2 separate regions of the Sus scrofa genome follow, and region 1 is linked to region 2. A link is a contact called in public Hi-C data. All regions are on one chromosome and are shown on one strand. Each heading gives the region's core, a stretch centred on a gene start, on an enhancer-like site or on the middle of the called end of the contact. The rest is flanking DNA. Distances are from core to core; before and after follow the strand shown.

Evidence for each region. A called contact is a pair of places that touch in the nucleus more often than the background predicts.
Region 1: a Hi-C map of liver shows a contact between it and region 2, with 2.6 times the contacts expected there. The contact joins the promoter of VAMP3 here to the enhancer-like site in region 2. A contact is called at or near these places in 2 of 5 promoter capture datasets (fetal skeletal muscle and liver), 4 of 47 Hi-C or Micro-C datasets (embryonic fibroblasts, epiblast stem cells, liver and 1 more) and 1 of 2 datasets of contacts at active chromatin or transcription factors (skeletal muscle).

What each region holds. Positions count from the first base shown.
Region 1 is chr6:68,468,634-68,475,659 of Sscrofa11.1, reverse strand. VAMP3 (vesicle-associated membrane protein 3) reads right to left here and starts at 1,739. Exons shown (of 5, transcript XM_021095270.1): 1 at 1,581-1,739. The coding sequence starts at 1,582. It overlaps CAMTA1 (calmodulin-binding transcription activator 1), which reads right to left. Exons shown (of 23, transcript XM_021097514.1): 23 at 3,738-7,026.
Region 2 is chr6:68,382,508-68,389,318 of Sscrofa11.1, reverse strand. CAMTA1 (calmodulin-binding transcription activator 1) reads right to left here. Exons shown (of 23, transcript XM_021097514.1): 8 at 6,260-6,386; 9 at 41-175. Among named protein-coding and RNA genes, the nearest start is that of VAMP3, 88 kb to the left of the region's middle. Within about 2 kb of position 4,803, at least 20 of the 83 cell types and tissues checked have an H3K27ac peak or open chromatin away from gene starts, as enhancers often do. A contact at or near this core is called in fetal skeletal muscle, liver and skeletal muscle, where this site is marked.

The DNA of each region.
Region 1 (7,026 bases), core at 490-2,989, 89 kb before region 2:
TCTTCTTCGCTAAATAGGTACTTTTTTTTTTTTTTTGTATGTTTGCCTTTTAGGGCCACACCCGCAGCACATGGAGGTTTCCAGGCTAGGGGTCCAATCGAAGCTACAGCTGCCAGCCTACACCACAGCCACAGCAACTCGGAATTTGAGCCTCGTCTTCGACCTACACCACAGCTCGTGGCAACGCCAGATCCTTAACCCACGGAGTGAAGCCAGGGATCGAACCCGTGTCTTCATGGATGCTATTTGGGTTAGCTAAGTGCTGAGCCACAACAGGAACTCCAAAAAGGTGCCTCTTTTAAACCCTCATTGAAAGCTTTATTTTTCCCCAGGCAGACCTTTCACGACCACGCAGGCTAGGAAGTCCTAATTGCTTCCATTACTTGGTTGGCAATGCTTTGATTTTTCATGTATTAATAGAGTCTTGCCCTCTCTAACAGATCACCGACTCCTGTGTCTTACACGTCTCTTCCAGTATCCCAGACAGCACCTAGAGCACTTATCTTGCATATAACAGCCACTGATTCATTGATTCAACAGTTATTTCATATCTATCATGTGTCAAAGACCAATGATAAAGGAGATCCCACCCTTGCCCTCAGAGAGTTTATTGTCTGAGAGATAACAGCAAAGGGCCATGTGTTGGTGCATCTTCTCATTTAATCCCCAAAACTCTTTGAGGGAACACTATTGTTAACCTCATTTTATAGATGAATAGCTTTAGAAAGTTGACACCACTGGCTGCAGTGGCGCCTGTGTTTAGATTAGGTTCTGCATAATTCTACAGATCTGGACTTCACACACCGAGAGCCGGCACGGCAGCTTCAAGGAGGTACATACACTCCGGAGTGGTGTCTCTTGCTCCGTTAGGAACCCTAGGAAAGCACCCATTCCTTTCTCCTCTGGGGTGAGCACTGAGCAGGCTGGAGTGGGGACAGGGGCTCCCTGTGATTTTTGACACTTAAGAGTTCCCTGGATGTTACCACCGGAAACTCCCCGCTTTCAAGGGTCACAACAAGAATGCTTCGGCTTAAAAAAAAAAGAGAGAAGGCCTACGGCTATGCGCCCGAGTCCACTCTGACCCACTCTGACCGCAAGTGCCTCAAGACAGGGCTGAAGGCCCCTCCCTTGCAACTTCCGGAGCCCAACCCAACCCGATAGCGAGCAGGTCTCCAGGACGAGGGCAGTGGCCACAGCTCCCCTCAGTCAACTTGGAACGGGAAGGAGGAGAAAATGGGACGGGGAGGGGCGGAGGGAGGGGAGGAGAAAATGGGACGGGGAAGGGCTTTCCCCTCCGCTGGGAAACACCGGCCGCCCCGCCCTCGCCCCTTCCGCGGCCGCGCGACCGCCGCAGGGCCCTCCGGGGCGGCAGGCAACGCCCAGGGCCGACCCGGCCCGTCTGCAGCTCGTATCCCCGGGGCCGCCCGCCGCCCACCCCCAGGCCTCGGGAGCCCCCGCGAAGCCTCGGCCCGCGTCCGAGACGCTGCAGAAGGGAGCCAGGCCGAGCCGGGCCGGGGTCCCAGCCACTGGCCGCCGCCCCCAGGGCCCGAGGTCGCTCCGTGTCGCCTTGTGTCACTCACATTTCGGCGGCGGCGACAGCGGGCGAGAATCGACGAAGAGGCGCAGCGGGACCTGAGGCGGGGAACCTGGGCGGGGCCAGGCGCAGGCGGCGGTGGCGGCGGCGCGGGGCCGATGACGTCAAAGGGAGGGGCTGACGGGGTGGACGGGGCGTGCGCGGCGGCGAGGGGCGCGCCGGAAGGGGCGGGGCGCCTCGGGGGCGGGCCCGGAGGGCGGTTCCGCTCCCTCCCCCCACGGCCGGCCGCCCTGACCCTGGGGGCCCGGAGCCTTAGTCCCGGGAAAGGGACTGTGTGGGTGGTCGGGGGTGGGGGCGCTTTACGTTATTCTGGGCCCGTGGGTCATTCCTGTGGCCGTGACGGTATCAGTGACAGCCCATGGGCTTCTGCTTAACGTTGCGTCTTACCCAGTGATGCTAGAGACACCGCATTTCCCCAGGAAACTTTTAAAATAAGACCTGAAGCTCCTTCAGGGTATTCGTCAGAGGCATTGATTGGGCCTAGGGTCCCTCTCTTCGTGTAGTCATTTGTGACACAAATATTTGTCATTGCACAGAGCTTATTATAACCCGTTTACAGGAGCCTTCACATCAGTAACTGGGCTTTGTATGGTTCTGTATTTCTGGACCCCCCCAGTAGGGAGTAGGTCCCCAGCTTTTGATTTGGGTTGAGGCCCAGGCACCAATTCAGTGAGTTACTCTGCAAGGTATTAAATTGCTCCTGACATTATTCCTACCACCACAGGCAACTCCTACACTAAACAAACACCACAGAACACCGGGAGGTCAACCGGCAGATTCGATGAGAAATGAAAAAATAAACACCAAACTGTCTGTTGCAACCCTAAATGGGATAATTGGAAAAAGAAATATTGATGTATATTAAAATAAACAGGAGAGTTCACTATATAAAAAAATTAGGAAATACAGTAGAAAATTGACAGAACACTGTAAACTAGGCTATAATGAAAAAATTTTAAATCACTACATGAACAAATAAAAATAGACAAGAAAGCAAGACAGAGGAGGTGAGATTTGAGTTGGATCAAGTGGCAAAAAGGAGAGTTTCCAGGCATGGGAGGAACAACCTTTCATAGACAAAGAAACTCAAGATGGACCTGGTTTGAACAGACCGAGGAGGTGCGGGTGGTGGTGGGACTGGTGCAGGTTAGGGCACAGGTGAAAATAAGATTGAATAAAAGGTAAAGACTAACAAGCAAGGAGAATGGCATGTAAACACAGTGGGCTCTCGAAACCGTTGAAGTCTCATGGATTGCGGCAGATCTGTCACCCAGAACTTGTCCAGCAGTAGCCCCGGGATGGATCAGAAGGAAGAGGGTCCACCAGGGAGACAGGAAGGTCTGTGGTGAAAGGGAATGAGATGAGCGACCAAATGCTCAGAAAGGAAGGCTTTAAAAAAACTGCAGAGGGTTTTAACTGGAAAGGTGAATTTGGATCCGTGTCTTCAACTTTCTGCACGTAGACAAGTGATTGATGTGTTGAGAGGTGCTGGAGAAGACAGTTGGCAAGCAAGTATTCTAGGAATAGTGGCTCTGAGAAATTTCTTCTTTCCTGAGCAGATCTGAAGCTATGTGACGTTCGCTGTCAAAATACTGCATTGGGAGTTCCCACTGTGCCATAGTGGGTTAAGAGCCCAACTGCAGCAGCTTGGGTCCCTGCGCAGGTGTGGAGGTGCAGGTTTGATCCCGGGCCAGGTGCAGAGGGTTAAAAGAGCTGGTGTTGCTGCGGTGTGTTTGATGACATAGGTCACAGCTGTGCCCTGGATTCAGTCCCTGGCCCAGGGACTTCCATATGCCGCACTGGTGGCCATTAAAAACAAACAAACCAAAAAAACCCACCCAAACAACAAAAACAGGCATTCCTACTGTGACACAATGGGATCAGCGACCTCTCTGCAGGGCCAGGACACAGGTTCGATACCCAGCCCAGCACAGTGAGTTAAGGGATCTAAGCTGCCACTTGGATCTGATCCCTGGCCTGGGAATTCCATGCGTGCCTCAGGGCGGCTAAAAGAGAAAAAAAGAAAAGAACAAACACACAAAAAACTGTATCGGGATAAAAGGAAATATTTAAAATGATTTCAAAGGAGTCGAAACATACTGATTTCTAGATGAGGTGAAGTTAAGGCAAAACACACAAAGTATGGGGAAATTTTCTTCGTTTTTAATTTACAGCAGAAAGAATATAAAGCATTCAGAAAACATTTTCCATATTTTAAGGGCAATTCAAAACATTTTGCATGGTTTCCAGCAGCTGAGTTCTTCAACAGATCCATTGATTCAATGAGGCTCTGCATGCACAATTACAAAAATAAAACTTACAAAAAGAAGACATCTAGACTAGTTTTACATGCAAGTCTCAGGGACCCCCCGTTGGGCGCCAACTACTGTGTGGAACTGCCATAAGCGACCGTGCAGCCAGAGAGGGGTTCGAGTTATTGTCTGGATTTCGTTCACACAGTACAGCTGATTTCAAATGGGTAACAAGAAGAGCAATTCAATCTTCAGGAGACAGAATAAGATGAGCTATTAATTTTATAATGAAATCCTACTCCTGGCACTTGGGAATTGAGATTATCCAAGAAAGCTGCACTTGCCTATCATCTTATATTCAAAATTAAGATTCACAACCAAGAGAAAAGTGGTCAGAAACACTTCGTTTCCGCGGGGGTGCTTTTGTACCTCACCTGGGATTCACAGTTGTACTGATAAGTTGAACTGGTAGGTTCTGCACCTACTTCCTATCCCCTCCTTAAGAACGCTCCTAATGCTATGTCCATCTTTATCTCCCAGCGTCTCGAACGTCCTCAGCTAATGATGTGGCATGTGAAACATTAAAAAAAAAGGGGGGGCGGGAGGGTTAAAGCAAATCCACTGAGGTCATTACTCCTGTCAAAAGATTTGTACCATGATAAATGGAATAAACAGATCTGAATGCAGTATTCGCATAGGCTATCCTGAAAGAGCTGGCTTTCACGTTCTGTTCCCATTTATGAATGCGGTGGTGTTTGTAAGTTACTCAGTGTCCTCCTGCAGGTCAAGTTTGGGTAAAATAATAGGTATTCGGGGGACTGCAACAGCGGCAACATAACCCACACATTTAAAAACAAAACTGAGTCAGGTCAGTTTACAAATGCACAGGTGGCTACGAGTTGTGGGGCTGGCACGTTGTCAGAGCTGATCACAAAGCAGTAAGACATGTACTGTACAGTAATTCGAGGTTGGCAGTGAAAGGAAGTAATTAAAAAACAAGTACAATTATAGAAAAGGCACCAAGAGCACAGACCCCCGTTGTTACCACAATCGTTGTGTGTCTACCTTCTTTCTAAGACACCAGTTTAAAAGCTGATTTGTGAATATTTTTAGGCTTCACAACAAGCCTTGAGTTTGAACTTACAGTTGGCAGCCAGAACCCAGGAAAAAAACACAGGCACAAACAAAACCTAACGGATTATCTCAGCTTTACACCAACTGATCCTGAAACTTAACCCGGGAATTTTAAACTGGCATCAGCAAATGCGAACTTTATTCTCTTAATTTAACATGAGTTGTTGAATTGTTAAAAGCGTCAGATTTCTTTGGCTCCTCATGATGTGGAAACAGCAAATATACCAAGACATCCCTACAAGCCCGGTTTGCATCCTTTTGCGTTATTATTTTTTTTTTTTTGTGCGTGCAATTCTGATTACATTTTCTGATTTCCAGCAGGAGATGTGAAGACGTGAGTCATATTTCTACTTGTCCTGTTTCTTTTGTCAGGTTTTGACCGTTCTAAAGGGTTCTTTGTTGGAGTGAGTGGATGGTGTGTCGCGATATACGGATTCATCTTAATGATTATCTGTTTAGCAAAAGTAACTTAATTTTCTTAAGCGATATCAGCATTCACATTACTTGGCACCATTGGCAAAAAAATCTTTAAATAAAAGAAAATAAACTCCTGGTAGCCAAAATTAAATGTAAACATATCCTTTTTTTTAAGTAATGTTACTCTGCCTTTTTTCCTAAGTCTTAATACAGTAGCTCTTTTTTTTTTTTTTTGCAGTTTAGTCATGCTTTAGCAAAATGTTCTTCTAAAGAACATTTAAAATAAAGTACTCTTATAGTGAAATAAAGTTTTTTTTGTTTCATTTTACAGACCATAGCCACTAATGCTTTGCTTTTGTTCATTTCTTTGTTCTTGAGTTCATGCACGTATCTCTTTTGTTTTAATATATACAATATATACAAACAATAATCCACATTTTTCTCGCTCATTCAGACAAAACTATACAAATAATTTTATCTTGCCATGTTACTGACCTTTGTGAATAAAATATTTAGCAATTAATATAATCCCTTTCAAATAGTTTTCTCGCTTTCCGTTTCTACCTTCTATATATACACAGAAACCGCTCCGTTGGGATGAGAGATAGCCAAAAATATGGACTTTACTGGCCAGAACGCAGCACCACACTGATCTTTTAGGTGGCCAATGTCCAGGCAAGGTTTATGATTCCTTAGAATGACTCGTTTCCAAGGCTACTAAAAAAAGCTACATGCTTCACCAATTTCTCTAAGTAATTCTCATTGCACATGAAAGTAAAGGCCAAAAAATTAAAGTGCTGAACATGAGAAAAGGGATCAGATGATGACTCTCCTCGCAGGTTCTTGGGAGGTGGTGGGGACAGGAAAAGAAATTTAACCTCTGTAAGCTGTTCCTTACCACGTCCGTGAGCATGACCCGTTTACCCGCCCCTCGAATCTCCACAAGACGTTACACCTGCAGATTTTTCAAGTTGCATTAAGTGTGCTGTAGAGATTAAAACAACATATCAACGGCAACAACAACAACAACAACAACAACAACAACCCAAACACATTCGAATCAAAGAGACACAGTGAAGGAAATGAGAACACACGGATCCAATAAAGATTTGTATGGTCTAAGCCCTCCACTGAGAACCAACCCGAAAGATTCAGCTTCTTGGAAATAAGTGACAGGTGCAGGAACAGCATCCTCTTCATTGCGAGTGGATCCCCACCTTTTCTTATCTATATTTTTGGTATAAATATTTGTACAGTTCCACACGATGTTTGAATACAGCCCTATGTGAGAAGGAAAACGGCTTCTTCCGGAGAAGAGGAAGCCTCTTTCAGTTCCGCGTGGTGTCTTGTTTTCCCATGATCCAACAGAAGATTGAGTTCCAAGATGTCTTGCTGATCAAATTAAAAGTTGTCCATGAAAGTGCAAATGCAATGACCAAAACATTCCTGTTAAAATCCTGCAGCTGATCTCCCCAAAACTGCAGAGGGATTATGTGTGTGTGTGTGTGTGTGTGTGTGTGTGTGCGCGCGTGTGTGCATGTGCGTGCGTGCATGTTGTGTGTGTGTGTTTTGTTGTTGTTGTTGCATGTCTCTGCTAAAAACAGAAATGAAAACAGTCTGCAAAGCAGT
Region 2 (6,811 bases), core at 3,554-6,053:
TCCCTCGGGGCCTGGGAAGGTGACCGAGCGCTGTTCTTACCGTCCAGGGACAGCCAGTCATGCTGGGAGGACGGGAGCGTGGGCAGGGCCCGGGCTTTGTACTCAAAGACCACTGAGTTGGAGATGATCTGGTTGTTGAAGGCAACTTGTAGGGTCACGAGACCAGTGTCATGGGCTGAAAGCAAAAGAAAGAGCAGTCAGGGCGGGGGTGGTGTGTGGGGGAGACGGCACAATTCAGCCCCGGGTACCACACGGGAGTCCGGAGCACCCTCTCCCCGCTGCCCTCCATGGATGATCCGGCCTGGGTCCGCTCACTCCTCCAGGCCAAGATGCAGTGCTGCTTCTTCCAGGAAGCTTCTCTGGAGCCCCCACTCAGCCAGAGGCCATGGGAGCACCCCCAGATTGTCATCACCTCTTTGCTCCTCTGCTTTGGGGTGGGGACAGGTGCTGGGAGCTCGGCGCAGATTTGTTGAATGAATGAGTGAACCCAGGAATGGGCGGACCCCCCAGGACTGGCTGACTGCCCCCTCCCAACCAGGCTTGGTGGGGTTCAGGCACAGCCTTTGCTTTGGACTCCTTCGTGCTGATTTATTTTCTCTTTTCTTTTCTTTCACTTTCTTACTTCCTTCCGTTCATTCTCTCTTTCATTCATTCTTCCTTTCTTTCTTTCCCTCTTTCCTTCCTTTGCTTCTTTCTATCTTTTTTTGCTTTTTAGGGCTCTACCTGCAGTATATAGAGGTTCCTAGGTGAGGGGTGGAATCAGAGCTGCAGCCACCACAGCCACAGCAACACCAGATTTGAGCCACATGCCACATTTGCGACCTGCACCGCAGCTCATGGCAACACCAGACCCTTAACCCACTGAGTGAGGCCAGGGATTGAACCCGCATCCTCATGGAGACAAGCCGGGTCTGTTCCTGCTGAGCCACAAGGAGAACGCCCTCAGGCTTATTTCTGGTTCACCTTTTCCTGCGGGCTTGTCCTGACGCCCTTAGCGAGGCCTTCCATATATTTTTAGAAGTTCTTCTGCCTCCTGGCCGAGGCCAAGGCCTTGGGCGGGGCCTGTTGCCCTGAGTCCGGCGGTGTGGGCTGGGGGCTGCTGTGAAGCCTGAGCCTCCCTCCAACCTCTGGATGTTAAGCTTCGGGAAGAGAGGCCCCTTAGGGGCCTCATTAGCTGCTCTGGCCCGGACCCAGGGCTCAAGGAAAACAAAGGGTTGAATACATGGACACGCCCACTGTCTGCAAGAGCAAAGCCGGGCCCTGGCAGAGAGAGGCCTGCTTCATCGCCGGGGGTGAGGCTGCTGCTGAAGTCTTGGGGGGCCAGTGGGGTGTGCAGGCGGCTCCCCGCGGCCAGGCCTCGTCCCCAGCAGACACCAGCACTGTGTGCTCTCTGCTCTGCTTTTCTGGAACACCAGATGCCTGTGCCCAGGGCCTCCCCAGGACAGATTTCCAGGGAGGACGCACACAGGGATCGCGTTACTGTTTGGGCTCTTGGTTTTCAGAAGCTTAGACTCCAGGAAGCCATCCAAGTCAGCAGCTCCCCGCTGCAGAGTAAAGCTCTGGCTTCTCTCTGAGGACGTCCAGCATGGCCCTCACCTCCCGTGGGAAAACCAGCTCGTGGACTTGTGGCCTCTGTCCCTCCCAGATGTAGGTGCTATGCCACTGTCCCCAGAGCGGGTCTGCGGGAAGTCACTGCCCCGAGATGATCGGTGAAGTTCCCCCCCCCCCATGCTTTCTATCCCGGTGTGGCTCCTCAGCTCGAGATCACAGAGGAGCTCCTGGTGGGTAGGGGTCCCCCGGGACCTCCCACAGTGCCTTCCCCGGGCAGGGAGCCCCAGCCACGTCCAGACCGCCCTAGGTTCGGACGGCATCCCCGGGCAGATCTCCAAGCTCGTGGCCGCTCACCTTCCCTGGAGATTCGCCTGGTTCACCAACAGGAAGGAAGGGCATCAGCAGAAGCCCCATCTGAGCTGGCTCAGCCCTGCTCCTCTGAGCAAGCTGCTGCCTCTCGCGGGCCGCTGGGGAGCTCCAGGTGTCTCTGGCCCGGGGTCTTCCTCCCCACCTGGTGCTTGTCTTCCACCATCTCCTGGCACGAGTTCGACCTTCGGTTGTGCTGGGATGGTGGGGGAGCCAAAGACACCCCAGCCTTTCCCAGAGAGACAGAGCAGAGAGAACCTATCCCAGTCTCCTGGGTCCCAGCCCAACAGCCCAGTGTCCGCAGGCCAATCACCCAGGTGCTTCCTGGACTTTCTTTCCCTCCCCACCTTCAGTCCATCAGTGAGTTCTGGGTCCGTCCTCTTCTTTCCAACGCAATGGCCACTACTCTAGCCTAAGCTGCCATCATTTCTGGCCTGGATGCCTGGACCCTGCAGTAGCCTCTTGCTGAGGGCACCTTCCACACACCCGAGACCGACCTGTTTCTGCTGGGATGGTGTCCGGGGGCTTCCCTCTGCCGCCTCCTAGGGTTTCCCTGTTTCATTCTTCTCTCCTACAATCCATCCTCCCACATCATTTTTTCTTTCTTTTTTTGGCCTTCCTGTGGCATATGGAGTTCCTGGGCCAGGGATCAGATCCAAGCTGCAGTTGTGATCTACACCATATCGGTGGCAACACGGGATCCTTAAACCCACTGTGCTGGGGCCAGGGATCAAACATGCATCCTGGAGCTGCTAAGATGCTGCTGAGTCCATTGTGCCACAGCGAGAACTCCCAGGAATCATTTTTTAAAGATATGATTTGGATCAAGCCACTCCCCACTTAAAGCTAATGGCTTCCAGGGCAAGGGAAACCACATCGGACTCCTTCTTAGGACTTAGAAGGATGGACATGATTTGGTCCCTGCCATCCTCTCCAATCTAGCCTCTCCAGCTTCCCCCATCCGTATATTTCTCCAGCTGACCGAGCCTGTGCCTGCCCCAGGGCCTTTGCACGTCCTCGGTCCTCTGCGTGGATGCTTGCCTTTCATTCTTGCCCACGACCGGCTCGTCTCATCGCTGGGGGTCCCTCATCAGTCTGCCCAAAGGAAGCTCCCCTTTCCCAAGGTATCTTATCACATCACCACATCCTAAGGTTCTGATATGGTTTTCTCCAGTTATCTCGGTTATTTGTTTCGTTGTTTGTTTTTTGTCTCCTGCAATAGAATGTGAGAGCTGGGAGTGGATCTGTCCTGGTTCCTCTTGATGGCCAGGGCCAAGGTCAAGGCCTGGCTTATGGCTCCTCAACACCTATTTGTTGAGTGCATTGCTTCAAAATGCAGTGCCCTTGCTCATCTCATTTTGAACTTCATCTTTGGCCTTTGGTGACCTCCAAGGACTCCACTGTGGGGCTGTCCGGAAGCCCCAAAGCACAGTCTTCTTGTTGGGAGGGGGGCTGCCTCCGTCTTCTCCCTGGCTCGGCCGCCTTTCCTAATCCCAAGTCCTCCTTCGCCTAAGCTCCGTGGCCTCGCTTGGTCGTCTCCTTCCCGACCTTGCGGCGCTACTGGAATCTTGTAGCAGGGCAGATGTCATGGCTGTGTGGCTTCTGCGGCCAGCGATGGAGGGGGAGGCGCCCAGAAGAACCGCGTTTTTGGTCGAGCCCGAGTCTCCCCATGCATTTTGCTGGGCACGTGCAGCAGGCCAGTGGGCAGTGGCCATGTGCCCCCTCCCTTCCTCTCCTCCCATGTCATTCTCACTCTAAGGTGGCCTGGCTTGTGCTCACAGCCCTCTGAGCTCTTCTTTTTGGAGAAGACAGTCTCATTCTGGTTTCAAGTGTTCTTTCTTGAAGATCGGCTTCAGCTTCCCTGAGCCTTGGGGAGATCCAGGCTTCGGGAGGTGTCTGAGCAGCCAGCATCAGCCCCCAGGGTGGGGCTCGTTCACGTGACCAACTCCTTCCGGGACGAGAGCTCCCTGGGATCAAGAGCAGGGTTAAGGGCTGGGTCTGAGCTCCACCCGAGGTGCCTACTGGTGCCTGGCAAACTCTTCGATGAATTCAGAAATCAATGTACGCGCGCAGCATTCAGGGCTGTCTTACCGAGTGACGTGTCTCGATGTGACCTTCAAAACAGGGATGTCCCAAAGGGGCCCCCTGCTTTGTGGTTCAGGGTGGAACAGGGCGGTGTCCCCGCTCTCAGGCTGCCCAAGCCTCCCTGGGTCCAAGACGCAGGATGTTAGTGGGAGACGCACTGACCGGCATAGACTCTCCTGCCGGCTCTGGGGACCCAGAAATGCTCTCAGACCGGGAGGACTCCCTGCTGAGACCAGGACAACCCCGATCCCCTCTCTCCCCTCCCTGCCCCCCTCCCAGGACTGAAAGAGCTAGGCCTCGCTCCTGGAGCAGCTCCAGGCCTTGAACCTGTGAGCTGGGGCCTCCTGGACCTTCCTCCGTCGCAGTCCCTTGCCCACTGGCAGGTGGTTTTTAAAGATGTGGAAATGGAGGCCCAGAGAGGTTGACCGCTAGGCTCAAGGCACCAGGTGGAAACAGGCTGATGTGGGCTGTGCCAGGTCCTGGCCTGGGACGTCATCCAGAGGGCACGCAAAGGCCAGTCTCTTTTTTTCTTTCTGGAGGGGTCAGATAACTCAGGACAGGCAAGGTCTGGGTCCTCAGCCAGGCCAGAACCAGGTACAGGAAGTGGCATCTATTTATAGGCTGGGCAAGTCCCGTTCCAGCAGCAGTTGATAAGTGGACAGTTTAATAACAGGCTGCCCTCTCCCCTACCTCGCCAGCAGAGGTGGGCCTGCCCTGGCCTCACGCAGCCCTGGGCTGGGATAGGCTGACCCAGTCTGGCTGGTCTCCAGGACGGCCATGCTCCAGGCTGAGCAGGGCTGCTGGGAGCCTGGGTGCGGTGGGGGTGGGGCTGCATGGGAACCAGCCAGGCCACTGGTGGGGGCAGGCCCAGCAGCGGAGGCCATCAGGGGCCCTGGCTCCCTGGGATGAGCGGAGGCTGAGCACGTGAGCCCAGCCCTGGAGCTGTGGTGTTCCGCTCTGGCGGGCTGTGTGGGGAGATGGAGAGAGAGAATGTTCCAGGTCAGCCTAGGAGCCCCAGGTGGGGAGCATGGTGGGGGCTGAGGCAGACAGCTAGGGCGGCCTGAGGTTCAAGGTGGACCCCCCTGGCACCGGCCAGCTCTACTCCCGCCCTGTCCACTTCTCTTCTCCACCCGGCCCTCCACAGGGAGCACATGTGCTCCCCCCATGCCTCTCTCCCTCTCCCTCTCCCTCTCTCTCGCTTTTTCTAGGTGCCCTGGCTTCAGATAACATGGAGTGGGGCCCCTCCACCCCGGCCACCCCACCTCCTCATCTGCCCCTCTGTCTGTCTGTCACCTTGGCAAGCGGGACAGGCCACCCCTGGAGCTCATGACACGTGTGCCGGGCCAGACAAGGGGGGTGGTTTCCAGCCCCCAGCCCAGAGCACAGAAAACATGAGCTCTAGAAAGAGATCCCTCCACGAATAGCCACCTGCTTTTTTGCAACATGCCAGGCAATTTTCGAGCCCTGCGGACACAGTGGTGACCGAGAAGGACACAGACCCCGTCCTCAGGGAGCCAACCGGTCAGGGGGGAGGTAGTCACGGCCAGAGATCAAGGACAAGTGGACCAGACAGGGACACCAAGCTGCGTCGAGATGATGACCCCTGCCCGAGTAAGAGAAGGTCAGAGCCCAGGGACGTGATGCGGGGGGCCCCTGTCCCCAAAAGTGGAAGCAGACCATGCGTCCGTGCCTTCTTCTGGCCGCTGGACGGAGGCATCACCAAATTCTCAAAGGAGTTTGTGCGGATTCGTCTCAATTTGACACCCCCTCCCTGCAGTTCGCCCGGCCTTCTCCGTCCCTCTCCGACCTGCTCTGTGCTCTGGGGGCCTGCGTGGGCTGGGCTCTCCTGTTCTCGTGGCTGCTGCTTGGCTTGGGCTGCGGGTGGGGAGAGAGGGCAGCCTTGTGCACCCCCTCCCCCACCCCCCGCTGCACGGCTCTCCCCAGCTCCAGTGACCCGTCAGGGGGAGGGTGGCTGGAGCTTCCCTGGGGGCCAGTCCTGGGTGTGCCACCTGGGCCCCTTGGTTGTCTAAACAGGCCTCATCCGGTTTTCTTCAAGATCCCAGGCGAGCGCACCCGTGCAGCCTCTGATGAGGGGTCCAATGAGATTCTAACAGCCTACTCGGGACCCACGGCTTCAAAGCAGAGGAGACGGAGGCCCAGGGTAACAAGGCCACCTGCCCAAGGTCCCCTCCCCAGGCCGACTCTGATCTGGGGTATCCCGGGCCCCCAGGCCCTCTGCCACTGGCGGCCCGCTCACCTGGGCAGTAGCAGCGCAGCACACCGGGCTGGATCAGAGACGCAGACACTGAGAGCTGGTCGAACAGGCAGCTGTAGTTATTGCTGGCTTCTTGCCACGGGCCTGTGATGAGAACTTTCACTCCTCCCTGGAGGGGACAGAGACCGGGGGTGGGGGGCGGGTGTCAGCCCCGGAGGGAGGGCCCAGGGACCCAGGCCTCCGCGGCCGCTCCTCTCAGGTGCTGGTCTGCACCCCAGCCCACGTGCTTGGGAAGCATGCAGGTTCCTCACGCCCACAAGCCCTGCTTTCGAGAACCACCGCGTCACGACTGCCTCCCGCTGGGGCCTCGGGGGCCCCCAGATGCTCCTCAGCTGGCATCCAGCATGGGGGCTGGCTGTTCTGACCCCCTCCTGGACCTGGAGCTTTCCGTTCTAGGCAGAAGGGGGCGCAGAGTTTGTCAAACCTTTTCTGCAGGATGCCAGGTGAGACCTCCCCCGACCCAGGAAGGAAGCAGAGAGGAAGCTGGGGCTTTCTCTGTCATTGGCTTGTGGACAGATGGTGGGCTGAGCATTT